Regions from separate parts of the Gossypium arboreum genome. Here region 1 is linked to region 2. The links are chromatin contacts, called in public Hi-C maps. All regions are on one chromosome and are shown on one strand. Each heading gives the region's core, a stretch centred on a gene start, on an enhancer-like site or on the middle of the called end of the contact. The rest is flanking DNA. Distances are from core to core; before and after follow the strand shown.

What was found. Hi-C and Micro-C count contacts between places; a contact is called where the count stands out from the background.
Region 1: a Hi-C map of leaf shows a contact between it and region 2, with 2.1 times the contacts expected there. The contact joins the promoter of LOC108461762 here to the promoter of LOC108464412 in region 2.

The regions. Positions count from the first base shown.
Region 1 is chr13:29,606,039-29,613,616 of ASM2569848v2, reverse strand. LOC108461762 reads left to right here and starts at 2,087. Exons shown (of 1, transcript XM_017761694.2): 1 at 2,087-4,987. The coding sequence starts at 2,834. The coding sequence ends at 4,279.
Region 2 is chr13:29,193,048-29,199,864 of ASM2569848v2, reverse strand. LOC108464412 (probable inactive purple acid phosphatase 2) reads right to left here and starts at 5,090. Exons shown (of 2, transcript XM_017764703.2): 1 at 4,254-5,090; 2 at 1,849-3,404. The coding sequence starts at 4,940. The coding sequence ends at 2,124.

The sequences.
Region 1 (7,578 bases), core at 838-3,337, 420 kb before region 2:
TGTCCAGAGTGTGAATACTACAACTATAGATGTCGAATTGAGGCTGTGTTTGCAAGTATACAAGTCAGGTTGCAATATAGTTTTACAATGAAGTATGTGAGTACTCCGAGGATTGTATCTAAGGGAGGCGAGTACTAAATTAAAGTTAACCTAAACAAAAATAAAATTAATTAGTAAAACAAATAAATTATATTAGGACAAATCATAAAGAAGAATTTTTTTGGTTTTTATAAGTAAGAATGAAAATTGCATAAATAAAATAGATTTTAAAAAACTAAATTATAAACTTAATCAAATGTAAAATGGGTGATTAGCTCGCTTTGGTGATCATAACTAATTCCTATTTCGGGTTTCTATTCAATCAACTAGTTGTTTCCTTAGTAGGATCGCTCAATCTTCTATTAAACTAATAAGTCGACAATAACTACTTATCTCTCGACCTCACAGTCCAGACCAGTTCAGGGTTAAGGTGTTTACGAATAAGCTATACTAATTTTGGGTTAATTCTCACCTAAATGACTTTTTAGGGTCGTCAAACCTAATGTTTAAATTCTTCTTCTCCCAAATAGCTTATCTGCTAAGAAAACCCTATATAGCAATCAGTCAATCCACACCTCCACTCACTAATCCCCCATAAGAAGATTAGTTTCTCATAGAATCCATAAACATGATAAACTTGATAATAAAGATATGTATAAAGAGTAAATCAAGAATAGAGTTTAGAAAATCTTGTTTGTATTCGATTGATGAAATGCAATAATCCTAAAATGTTTGATTGCGTTTACAAAGCAAGTTCTTTGAAGAGCACAACAAAAAAAAATTAAAAATAAACCTAAAACCTAAAGGAAAGGAAAACTGAAACTAAAATTACAGAGAAAAACTTAGAATATGAAAATATGTCCTCAACAAGTGTTTGAAGAGCCTATTTATAGAGTTAGGGTTGACCATCGTCTTCAACCCTAGGTTAGCTAATGTTTTTGTGTTAATTTCCATTATGTGGACCAAATCGCCCCTCACTCGTAACTGTTCCCATACAGGGCCGGTGTTGTGACACCCTAGTGCCGTGTCGCGACATTGAAGGCAGTATGCCTGGTTCAGGTTTTGCTACAAGGGTATGTCGTGACATCCTATGGCTATGTTGCGACATCAAAGGCAAACTTGAAATTCTTGTATTTTGATCCCTATGTTGCGACACTGAACTTCTCGTGTTGCAACACAACAACCAGCCTTAAGTTTCTATACCTTTGAATGGTGTCCTGCACACTCACTAAGTACATACATTAGCTCACCTTTAGGCCTCATTCAACCCTTAAGGTCATAAAAAAACTCAAAATACATGTTTTATTAAATTCAAACCAAATATGGAAAACTTAACTAAAACATAATAAAAATGCTTGTATTCAAGCTCTTTAAGTACGAAAACTAGTTTAATCTGCTACATGGTATTATGGCAAATCAAGAACCAATATTATATTAATGAGATCATTCTGCTAGACTAATTGTCAATTTAAGCATTGCATGCCACATTGAATATGATGTAAAGTATATTTAAAATAAATGAATCAAGTTATAAATATTTGTGGCTTGTTGTATGAACAGTTTGAATCTAATGTGTTAAAAAAAAGATAGTGTTAATAAGATTCATGGAAAACTTGAGTCATATGACATAGCTTGGGTCCAAGTTGCTTATGCAATATGTATACATATGTTTAGAATAAAATTCATGTGTTTTAAACATGATTTAAGTCAGATTTGAGTTGACACTTAATAGCTAGGCAAATGAAAAACTTGATTGATATGATACTAGTACTTTAAAAACTCAATTAGAACGTTTTGATGTTTAAAAATTAATTTAGAGTTTGAGTCATAGTTTGAGGACTTCAAGTGCAAATAATTAAAAAAAGAGAAGTGAGAAAATTGAGGAGGAGGACTTAATGCCTAAACTAATGGATAAATTTGAACCATATTATGAATAGGGGATGAAATTTCTTAAAAAAAAAACGGAAAAAGAAGAAGAAAAGGGGGCCCAACCACAATGTAACATGTTGGCATATTGTACAATGAAATGTATGTATGTGTTATAGTGGAGGGTAAGGGAAGAAACTGAAAAGCAAACAATGGTTGGAGATTCTGCCCCTTTTGTGTGAGTGAGCTTTACAACAAGCAAGACAAAGTTAAGGCATCGTTTGGATGTTGTAGCCATAAGAAAAACTCCTCACTCATTGGGATCCTTAAAAAAATCTTGACCGTTCAATCCTCCCTTTTACCTGATGCTTCTCACTTCAATACACGTGCTCTCTCTCTTTTTCTTCCCTTTTAAATCCTTTTGCTTCCATGCATGGAATTCTCCTCCAACTACAACACACACACACACACCAAAAGGGTATCTAGAGAGAGAGAAACAGAAACAGTCTTGGGGTATTTTATTTTATTTCTTTTGTTCCTCTTGTAAGCCTCTTCATCGCCATCATTAGCGACCCTTCTTTATAAAATGTTTGATTTTTTTTTCTGGGTTTAAACAATTTTGAGATGAGCAAAAGAAATGGGATTTTTAAAAAGGGTCTCTTTTTGTTGTGGGTCGGATCTCTTTGTTGTACTTGAAACAGAGAACCTGTCACATCTCAGCTGCTGATTCTCGTTTTTTTTGATCATCTTCACTGAAACTAAAGCAAGCAACTTTTTTGTGATCTGTTTTTTTTCTCTCTCTGTTCCTTGATCTGTGTTCTTGGTTTCTCACAACAAAGATGGATGAAAGGAAATGCAAGAAATGAGTCACGGTTCCGGTTTGGTTCACTGGGTATTTTCAGTTTTTAAGTGATCAAAATATTTTTTAATGGAGCAAAATCAAGGAAAGAAGTTTGTTTGCAAGTTTTGCAACAAAGGGTATCCATGTGGGAAGTCCTTAGGAGGTCACATAAGGACTCACATGAATACTGAGAATCTTGGTGAAGCAGAGGAAAAGGCTGAAATCTCCATAAACAACAAGCAGCGTTTCTGTTCTAGGAACATAAAGAGAGCTGCTGAGGCTGAAGCTGGTGGTGGCCAATCTGCAACTTATGATCTAAGGGAGAACCCCAAGAAAAGCAAGAGATTTTCTGATTTAGGCAATGGTTCTGTACTCAAAGAGATGATTTGTAAAGAATGTGGTAAGGGTTTCCAATCATTGAAAGCTCTTTGTGGTCACATGGCTTGTCACTCAGACAAAGAAAGGGTCTTTCAGAAACTTGAGGATCATTGGGGTAACACTGAGAAACAGAAGCTGGTTGTGGATAGTCAATCAGATACTGAAATATCAACTCCAAGTAGGAGGAGGAGATCCAAAAGGATAAGGTGCAAAATAGGAGGTGTTTACTCTAATAATTCAGTCTCTTTGGCAAATGGTTCGTCATCTGTATCAGAGATTGAAGAACAAGAACAGGAAGAGGTTGCTATGTGTTTAATGATGCTGTCAAGGGATTCTGGTTGTAAGAAAGGGCTGAATTCAGTTGCTGATTCTTCAGACAACAACTCTGTCGTTCTGGAGGCTAAGTCATCCTCCATAGATTTGAGGATTACTGTTAAGAATGCTAACAATGGTGGTGAGCTTTTGAAGATGAAAAAACAAGGAGTCATCAAGCTGAAATCTGCTGGGTCTGATCCTTGTTCTGAAAATTCTGATTCTGGGTATTTTAGGAATGGGCCCAAGAAGGTGGAACCAGATGTTTCAAGCAATGGGGTTACCAACAATGTTGAATGTAAGAAACTCAAGGTAAAGTCTAGATCTGGATTTGAAGACATTGATGCAACACTTGGTAAAAATAGGAGTAAATTCAAGTACGTGAAAACTGAATTCCCTAAGGATTTGGTTAGTGAAGTAGGGGATAATCAAGATGATAGAGCTTTGACTAAATATGGTTTAAGAAGTGGGAAGAAAGATTATTCCAGTTCTCCAAAGGGAACCAAACTTGAGTCAATACATGATAGAGGTGAAGACAGCTTAGCAAATGGTTCTTTTCATGCTCCAATGGCTGCTACCAAGTTGTCAAATGGCAATGCTGAGAAAAGATTGGGGTCAAAGAAAAACAAAGGGCATGTATGCCCTTTCTGCTTCAGGGTTTTCAAGTCAGGCCAAGCTTTAGGAGGTCACAAAAGGTCCCATTTTGCTGGGGGTTCAGAGGAGACAACATTGGTCATCAAACAAGACTCACCAGATATGCCATTACCAGCTCTTATTGACCTTAACCTTCCAGCTCCTCTTGAAGAAGATGCAATGGAGAATTCTGGGTTCATCCCATGGTAGCTGTTTAGAAAGCACCACAACCATGATCTCTTTGCTAAGATGAGGAACATGCAAGAGAATTTACAGTGTACAAATGAACAATTTACTCTTTTGGTGTTTCTCTTTGGCTTCTGATTCAATATGGTTTTTTTTGCTAAGGTAAATGTTCCCCTTTTTCTCCTTTTTAAAATTTTATCTATGTTCTTGAACATGTATCTTCATGCTTACACAACTTTTCAATTCATTGTCCATCTTTTTTGTAACATTCTCAACTATGGTTTTTTTTTTTTTTCAGTACTCTTTCAAATCTGTCAAATATAGAGTCTTGTAGGAAGCAAAAAACAGCAGCTTCTGATTTTTAACTTGTATGATAAAAGCATTTGATATATAGGTAGGCTATCATATGTTATCCTTTGATACAACCAATCTCACTGTTGAAGTGTTGTTTTTAAAGAAGAGCCAAGGACCACCTGCTTTTTGGGGAAAACATTAAAGAAAGCTTCATTCTAAGGAGTGGAAATGAAGTTTCCCCTAAATTCACATGCCCCAAGAACTGTACACGCCATTTATTTGCTACTTTCTACACATATTTAGACACTCCAATAGGTTGCATTTTTAAGCACATACACACACCCCCACACATATATGTACTGTTTGGGAAATGACATAAGATCAATTTTAATGCTCTCCTTTTTGTTAATAACAAAAGATTAAGTTTCTCCATCTTAACAGACCTTGTCTGTCAATGAACAAAAGAACGGAGAAAGGAGCTTTGTTTCTCACATTATTCTCTTTCCTTTAAATATAGTTCAAGAATTTAGGTCAACCCCCCAATGCTAGGCATGTAAAAGTAGGTAGAAATGAAAAATCTTTGAGCTATTGGAGATGGCATTGAAAGAGGTGAAGATATTATTGAGTAGTTGGACTGTTTTATTTATTTGAAGGAATTTTCTTTTATTCAACAATCGCATCCGAATTCAAATAACTTGGGAGAGTACTCATATTGACAGAATGCAATTAAACAAAACAAACCCAATCTCATTTTTTATACCATTTAATTGGACAGAGCAGCATATTTCTTTATAACAGCACACCATGACCCTTTTGTTGGTTGCTCATTATTATATTCTCTTATCTATTGATTGTGTGGCTACTTGAGAAAGAGACTATGTGTAAATTAGTTAAAGGTTTTTCATGTTGATTATAGTGATTTAGGCCATTGAATTTAGGGTTTTTTAATGGCCCAATCATAGATGAGCCCACTACAAAATGATGGAAAATTCCAAATTGGGCTCAAATGTCCATTTTTATCTTCTTTCAAACTTGGTGCTTGGAATACTGAAAAATTTGTAAATTTTTTATTTTGGGATAAAGCAATTTTAGGCCCCTGGACTTTGTGCCTTTTCTTAAGTTGGTACTTTAGTTTTCCTTTTTCTTTTCAGGTCGGTACTTGAACATTGATTCCGTCGTACACCATTAATTTTGCTTGTTTGACTTTCCAATAACTAATTACAACCCAACACATTTCAAAATTGTCAAATCAAATGCTGAGCGAGGGACCAAATAAAAAACTACATGTGACAGCCTAAAGTTGGATGGCTAGCTGGACTCTATTTCTCAATAACCATAGTCCAAAGGCAAATATACTAAATAAACCCTTAAACTTTTATCACTTTTTTTAAAAAAATTTATGTTACTCACGATGTTGGGTGAAATAAAATATATTTATAAAAAATTTATAATGAAATTTTAATTAAAATATGTTCAAGATATCATGAAATTCCATCATAATAATATTTTATAAAAAAAAGGAATATATTTACGTTGTAAAAATAATTTTTAATTAATTTGTGACACTAATTCAATAAAAAATTTAAATAACAACAAAGATAAGCTATTTGAAATTTTATTACATTCAAATAATCCTTAAAGTAACTTATACCTAAAAAAGCTATTAATTTTTACTTGTATCCAACTAAGCTATAATTGACTTGAATTTAAGTAAACCCTTATAATTCTATTACATCCAAGTAAGCCTTAAACTTTAATTGATTAGCTTAATACACTTTTAATCTTTGACTTTTATTTAGTCAAGTCATTCAATATTGTTTGAATTAGACCGAATCAGTTGGATTAAAAATAGGTTGATATTAGTTTGAACATAAGAATTGAACTGATTTTTTAGCAAACCGTTTAAACCTTACAAATAAAAATAAAAAGTTGGGATAAAAAATCGACAGTTGAATTAGTTTTTATAAAACTTTTAATATATATTTAATTATTGTTAAATTGGTGTTAAACCAATGAAACTAAAAACTAATGGTTTGATCAATTCAATCACCGATCCAGTTATTAAAATGTTAAAAGCCATTATTTGGTAAAGTTATACTATTATTCTTTATAATGTATTCTAAGAAACCAACATCAATAAGTAGTTAATCGGTAAAAGTACCTTGGAGGCCCCTATACTTGGGGTCGGATTATATTTTGCCGCCTCTACTCAAAAAATGGATAAATTAGTCCTTATATATTAGATCAAAGAGAAAAATGGTCCTTTTATTAAACATTTCATCCATTTCTACTATTAAAGATCGATTCATGTAAGTCAACATGAAGTGCACGTGGCATGACACTTGTTACTATCTGGTTATTTCGTCAACTACGACAGTCTTTAACAGTACAAATGAATGAAAATTTTTAACAGAAATGATCAATACAAATGAATGAAAATTTTTAACAGAAATGATCAATTTACTCTTTGATCTAACGTAAAAGGATTAATTTGCCATTTTTTTGAGTAGAGGGGGCAAAAAACGATCTGAGTCCTAGTACAGGGGTCTCTATAGTACTTTTATTACAATTAATCGTTTTTATAGCAACAACTAAAAATTATTTAGGAGGTTAACAAAAAAGTTTGTCGTTTTGGCACGTTTTCTTTTTCTTTCGTATGCTCTGAGTAGTACACCTTTATTGGTTTTCTAGGGTTTGATTTCTTTTATTTTCTACCTAAAATTTCTCACAATGGAGAATGAACTAGCGGGATTGAGTATTTCAAACGGTGAAGATGAGGCATGGCATGTAACAACATGTTTTTAGTAGTGTCGAAAATAGTGGTTTCAGGACTACAACTCCGACAAGTGAGTCATTATTTTATTAATTATTTAATTGTTATAGGGTTATATGAAGGTCATATTAAATTTTTGTTAAGAAATTTTAAAGTTTAAATAGTTAATTAAGTAAAAATGACTAAATTAAAAAATGTGTAAAAGTTGATTTCTATTAGCTAATAGGGTCAAATAGCTTTGAAAAGGTAAATTAAT
Region 2 (6,817 bases), core at 3,841-6,340:
TAAAAATTTATTCATTTTTTAGAGTTTATCTTGGTACTCTTCTAAAATAGTTAATTCTTCGATTAGTTGGGTAAAGTAGTATATTTTGGTGAACAAGAAAACCTCAATTAGTCAGTACGAAATTGAGTCACACCTCCCGTTGATAGGTAATTGTTGCATTTTGAATTCTGATAGGGTGATTAATCTGATTTCTAGCATAGCTTCTGTTAGAGGTATGTTGTAGAAACTGAATGGTGAGTGGATCTTGGGTTATAATCATTTTGGGGGGGTTTGTTTAGTATTTGAAGCAGAGCTCTAGGGAATCTTAGATGGCTTGACTCTTGTACAAAAACGGGGTTTGGATAGAGTGTTGATTCAAGCTGATAACTTAGAAGTAGTCAAAATCATTCAAGAAAGCCAATCAATAAATTCGTCTTCAGCCTTGGTGAGAAGGATTCATCAACTTGTTCTGATGGTCGAATATTGAAGAATTAGGTATGTTCTAAGGGAGAATAATAAAGTTGCGGATTCGTTAGCCAAAATGGTTTCTGACAAAGATCACATCATTCAATTGTTCAAGGAGGTAGGGGTGAGTATTTGATCGAGTCGAGTCGAGTCGAATCAAGTAAAAAAATTTTGAGTTAGTCAAGTTGACGAATCCTATTTTAGCAACCGAACTCAATTTGAATTTTTTTTAATCGAGTCGAATTGAGTCAAAAAATTTCGAATCAATTTGAGTTGAGTTAACGAATCTTATTATTTATACTTAATGTTGCATTTACATTGACCGATTATTTAACTAGTAGACAAAATACAAGCTTTTAGATTAATTTTGAGTAAAGGAAAAAGGGGGAGTGGAGGGATTCTGGAAGGGAAGTAAGTCTACTGGGTAAATATTTATCAAAACAACATAGTTTTGCCTTTTAACTTGATAGTTTTGACTTTTAATTTTAGATAAAGTAAACATTTATCAAAACGACGTAGTTTTACCTTTTCTTATTTGGATTTTCGAATAACTCGAATTAAGTGTGAGCGTTCGGCTGAATCGAGTGAAATTGTTCAAGTTAAATTAGAAAAATTAATAATGTCAAATTAAAATCTTGTTACAATATAACTATTTCCATGTTAGAGCATAAAATTTGAAACCATATATATTTGAAAATTTTTGAAAGCATAATAATAATAAGATATTTTCAACTTTTTTATATATTTTTAGATTTTTTAAAATACAAATTTTAGAATTTTTATGAATATTTTGAATTTTAAAATTATTTTCAATTTTTGAAAATTATTTTGATTGTTTTGTAATTTTTGTTAAGAGAGACCAATTTGCCCATTTTCAAAATTGATTGGGACCAAAAGGATATTTATACTAATATGTTATTCGAATTATTTGAGTTATTCAAATTGTAAAAATTCAACTCGACTCGAGCTCGAAATCCGAAATTTCTTTTTCGAGTTGACTCAAATAATTCGAATAACTCGATTCGATTAACTCGAAATTTTGATTTTTTGAATCAAATAGAATCAAATTTTACTAAACCCTACAAGGAGTTCCCCAAAGATCTCTTACATTTATTGGACAACAACATAGATAGTGATGCTTTTGGATTATTGTAATCTATTTTTTCTTTAAAAAAAAAAAGAAAAAGAATGGTCCTAAAGACCGAAGAAGTCTAAAGTTATAAATTTACGTAATTGTACAGTATCTTTAAAATTACCATGCAACCACATATAAAAAAAGATCCTCTGTGAAAACTGAGATAACATATAAAAAAATTTGTGTAAGTAAAATTCCCAGAATGTATGGAGTTTTTAAAGCTTCGGTGACGGATCCCAATGACATGATAAGGAAATAAAAATATAAAATAATATAAAACTTTCGTTCAAAATATTATGCCAAAACATTGATACAAATAATTCAAGAAATATGTACAGAGAATTTTGAAGTACGGATGAAAATAAAAACACAAACTGGAACCCTAATTTTTTTATGTGAATACGTTGATACAAATATTCCAAGGAAGATGTACAGAAGATACAAATTTAGAGAAACATTAAGGCACCATACCCTGCAAATAGCATGAAAGCACCATTATGTCACTGCAAATAGGATTTGATAATTTGAAGCACACAGTAGCTGTTCATTGCTCCTCGGTTTTCAAGGAAGTCCAGCCTCTTTCTGTTGCAATTTGTCTCATAGCATGTGAAACGAAACCCAGAACATAGCCAACAAAACCACCAAGCACCAAGACACTACCACCCCAGACATAGTGTGAAAATGAGTACCGTGTCACATCATCAACCTTATGGACTGCTCCGACTTTACCATTGTTATCATCACCACCATTGAGAACTTGCCCAGATGCCAAAATCTCAACCATGTCATGCACCTCCCCGTCATGGTTTCCTACGAACGATAGTGTAAGTTTCTCTTTTGTAGCAATTAATCTAGTGTACCCAAACTCGCCTGTGCGGTACAAAGACCTCTTGGGTTGTGGGTAGACGGGATCGTGTGGATGGTCTGGTCGAGGTTCCCATGTTGGTTGCCAGTCTTGTCCTGCCATCCCAATCACAACATGAACTGGAAATGCCTCCCAATCCTTCCCCTTCTGCCCCATGCTTCCACATGTGAAGTTCTTCAATGGACAAAACCTCTCGTACCGATGAACATGGCCCCATAATGCAAGGTTTACATTGTTTTTCACAAATAAAGGTTCCAAATGCTCAAGCATTTTCTCTCTCAATGGGGCGTCCCTACTTTCGAAACTTGTAGTGTACATTGGTCTATGCCCTTGAACTACAACAAAAGGGGTCTTCATCCGATCAACCGACTCTAGATCATGCTTCAGAAAGTCATATTGGCTGCTTCCCGGAAGGAAATTGGTCTCGGTTGACATGTACACAAAATGAACGGGCCCCATATCAAATGAGTAGTAAAGGTTTCGGGTGGCTGGAGCACGGGTTCCAGTTGGTTCTGAAGAGTTGCCAGGCATATTGAATCTAAGGCTGTAGGGAACCCCACATTCACCACCTCCATCAGTTCCATAAATTAAATTGGCCCAGTCAGGTTTCCAAGGCTGTGAAGGCCAATCATATTCATGATTGCCAATGCACACATGATACGGCACCTTGGAGGCAACAGGCTCAATTAAGTTGAAAAATTCATCCCACAACCATGAATAGCCTCTTGCATAGCTGATATCCCCGATATGGGAAATGAAAGTAGGCTTATCTCCAAGAGCTTCAAGGTCACGCAGGATCCACTTAATGGTTGATATGCTTTCATCTTGTGTGCGACTAAAGGTTAAGTAGGGTGTAGCAGTCCCCATGTCTCCAAATAGGAAGGCTATTGTTTCATTTGAACTTTTGTCCCATGACACAAAGCTATGTGTCGTGCTCCAACCTTTAGACTCGCTTCCAACCTGTTAGAATGTGCAAACCAGAGCTAAATTAACCATGAAAGTTTAATTGAAAGTACAACAATGTCATGAGGGAAAAATATGCTTCAATACTTTTCATTAGTCCTGCCATGTAACAAGGAAACAACGTGTAATTGAAGTTAACATGATAAAAAATAGATGAATCACACTCAAAATATCATATGAATTAACTTGAATTGATAACTAGCCACCTACTGATAGCGTCACTAAGTAGGCAAAGGATACTAATTCCACCTCAGAAAGGAAGGAAAGGTCTTTTTGGATATATATATATATATAAAAGCAGATATGCTACAAATCCTATCAAACATGTTTGGGAAGAAAGCAATAGCTCCGTGACAAGTGGTATTAGAGCCACTAATAACTACCCGAGTCCACATTGAAAAGGAAAAGAAAATCTTTAAATACATAAGTGTGTGCACTACACAGCTTATCAAAAAAAAAAAAAACACTTTGAGCAGATACACAATATGCTGCAGGCCAATGGTCCCATGACCATAGCACTAGATCAAAGATTCAAACTTCGAACCTAGGCCCACCCTCTCCTTCATCAGGACTAAGCTCTTTCTATAACAACATTTATTATAAATGTCATGCTTGTCAGAAAACTAAATTCTTATGTTTTATTTTATCCTTCATCTATAACAACAATAAGCATAAAGCATATCTACTTCAAATATTATTATGGTTATAGATGTAACATGATAAAAAGGAAATTGTAATGCAAGACAAGGAGCTCAGCATTGTAGCACAACCATTTGAATGAAGAAGGCGTTTTTTAGTTGGAACAAAATGTAGTTCAAAACATCTCCAAATTTAGCATTTAATTACCTGATAATAGTATTTCACCCCACCCTTTAAACCCGACATGACAGCGTCAAATATCCAACCAGGATCTCTCCAACCAACGCTCTCATTGGCCGGCGCGTGACACATGTCTTCCCTCTCGTACCTCCCCACACGTGCCACCGCTACGTCACCTTCCCACTCTCCTTCCTTCTCTCCGTACCTCACCTGCCTCTCCTCCGGGTCCTCCGCAACGAACATCACCCGCATCTCCCTTTCCCGACCGGTCAACGACAAGTGGATCTGCCCCGGCCCACGACCCAATTCGAAACCCACCGTCTCGGATTCCGCCAACAAGTGCTTCGTGCCCGGGAGGGGATTATGATCCTGGTCGTGGATTTCCGGGTTGACCTCGGATTCGGTCCAGCGGAAGATCCGGAAGGAGTAGTTAGAGCGGAGGGAGGTGAGGGGGAGAGAAATGGAGCCCGCTCCAGATTCCCAAGTTGAGGAAGAAGATGAAAGGAACTTGTAACCGATGAAGTTGTCGTGGGGTGAGTCGGGGGGCGAGTAGAGACCGAGCCAGTCGAGCTTGGACGGTGACTCGATGCCGGACCATTGGATGTGAACCGAATTACCCGATTTAGAAAGAGTTTTGGGGTTGACGGTGAGGATGGGTTCGGGTCGGACTTGAGAGATTAAAGGAAGGAAGAAGAAAAGCAAGATCATATTCATGGCGGATAACGGAAGTTAATCAAGTTGAGGATTGCAATAAAAGCGAAAGAAACAAGTATGGGCCTTTTTTTTTTGGGAAATAGAGAAATGTATGGGCTTTGAATAAAGGATTAGGCATATTTCTTTTTGAGGAAGATTATAATTGAGTGCCATTTTTATATATTTAGCAAAAGTGGATGACTTTTCAATTATTTAGCAAAAAAACATTTGTCCATATACTCATACAAAAATAAAAAACATGTAATAATATCATAATTGGTCTCTAAAAGTTTATCAAATTTTCAATTTAGTCCATTTATATTTAAAAATATTATGTTATTTTTAAAATTTAAAATTGTATTGTTTAAAATATTTAAATTTATTATTTTAGTATGCTAATTATCTTTTAAAAATTTAGAAAGTGAGTGTTGAATATTTTTAAGACATAATATATTATCTTTTAAATATTAAAAACTTGACAATTAGAATTATAAATCTATAATTCTGTATTATTGAAAAGAGAGTATCAATATTAAAACTAGTTTGTAGGTTTAAAAGGAATTTTAAAACTTTTGTTCATTTTATAATTTGATTGAGTTTAGTCCTATTCAAGTCGAGAGTGATATTTAGATGAAGCCTATTCAGCAATAATGATTTTAGGATTTAAACTCAATCAAAATTCCTAAGAAATAAGTTTATTTCAATTTTTTATAATTTTAAATTTTCATATATTAAAATAATGATACTTAAATTTTTTAATTTAAAAATAACATACTATTTTTAAATATAATTTTAAAGTGAAAGCAAGATATATAAAATTTTGAAATTTTGATATATGAGGATTGAGAGAAGGAAGGAACCTGTAGAATATGAGAGTAGAAGTGAAAGTCGAGATATGAAGGTGTCAATTTTGAAGCAGGTATATAATATAACAAAAAGTCCGTTTTAATAGATCAATTATGTTCTTTCAATCTTACATGTATTAATGCTACATCTATTTAATTTTGTTATTAGTATGTACAATTTATGACACTGTTTAGTTGTTGTTATTGTTAATGTGGCAGGGTGATTTTTTTTTTCCTGTTATACGATGACATTAGTTTAATGTTATTTAAAACAAATCAGATCCGTTGAATCAGGAATTAATTGGGGTTACCAATTAGAAGATGGTCTTTGAACCGTTTGATTCAAGAATCATTATTAATCAGCACACTTAAACCTAGCATTAATATCAATATCAATGTTAATCAAGTTATGAATCAATTGATAATACAACATTAAATTATGAAATCCTCACGAATTAAATGAAAAATTCTGTAAGAAACATATTTGTAGATAAGTCTTTAGTTAAAATAGTGAAATTAAAACATTAAATATTATGGTATTTTAAGTTTAAATCTTACCATAGTAATATTTTATAAAAATATATATAAAAGTAAAAACACCATTATATTAATATTTGTTATTTTATAAAACAATAGACTTTTAGTCATGTTTCAACTAAATTAATGTTCCATTGACGAATGACAACAATTCGATCAAAAGCTTAAATAATAATATAAATATAAATACTTAGTAATTATAATATATTTAAATAATAATAATTAAAATTTACACAATGAAACTTAAGGTTAATTATAATTTTTAAGTAGGGCTTGTTTGAAAAAGTGTTAAAAAATTGGTTAGTTATGGGAAACAGATGCCATTTTAGTTTTCTTGAAAATGGAAAACATTGAAGAAACATGTTTGGTTAAAAATTTTAAAATGATTCTTAGAAAATGAAAAATAAAAAACAATAAAAAGTTATTTTCACTAAAAATGCGTTTGTAAAAGTGAATGATGAAAATAAGAGTTTACAACTTTTAATGAATTGACTTTGGTTATTTAACAAAACAAAT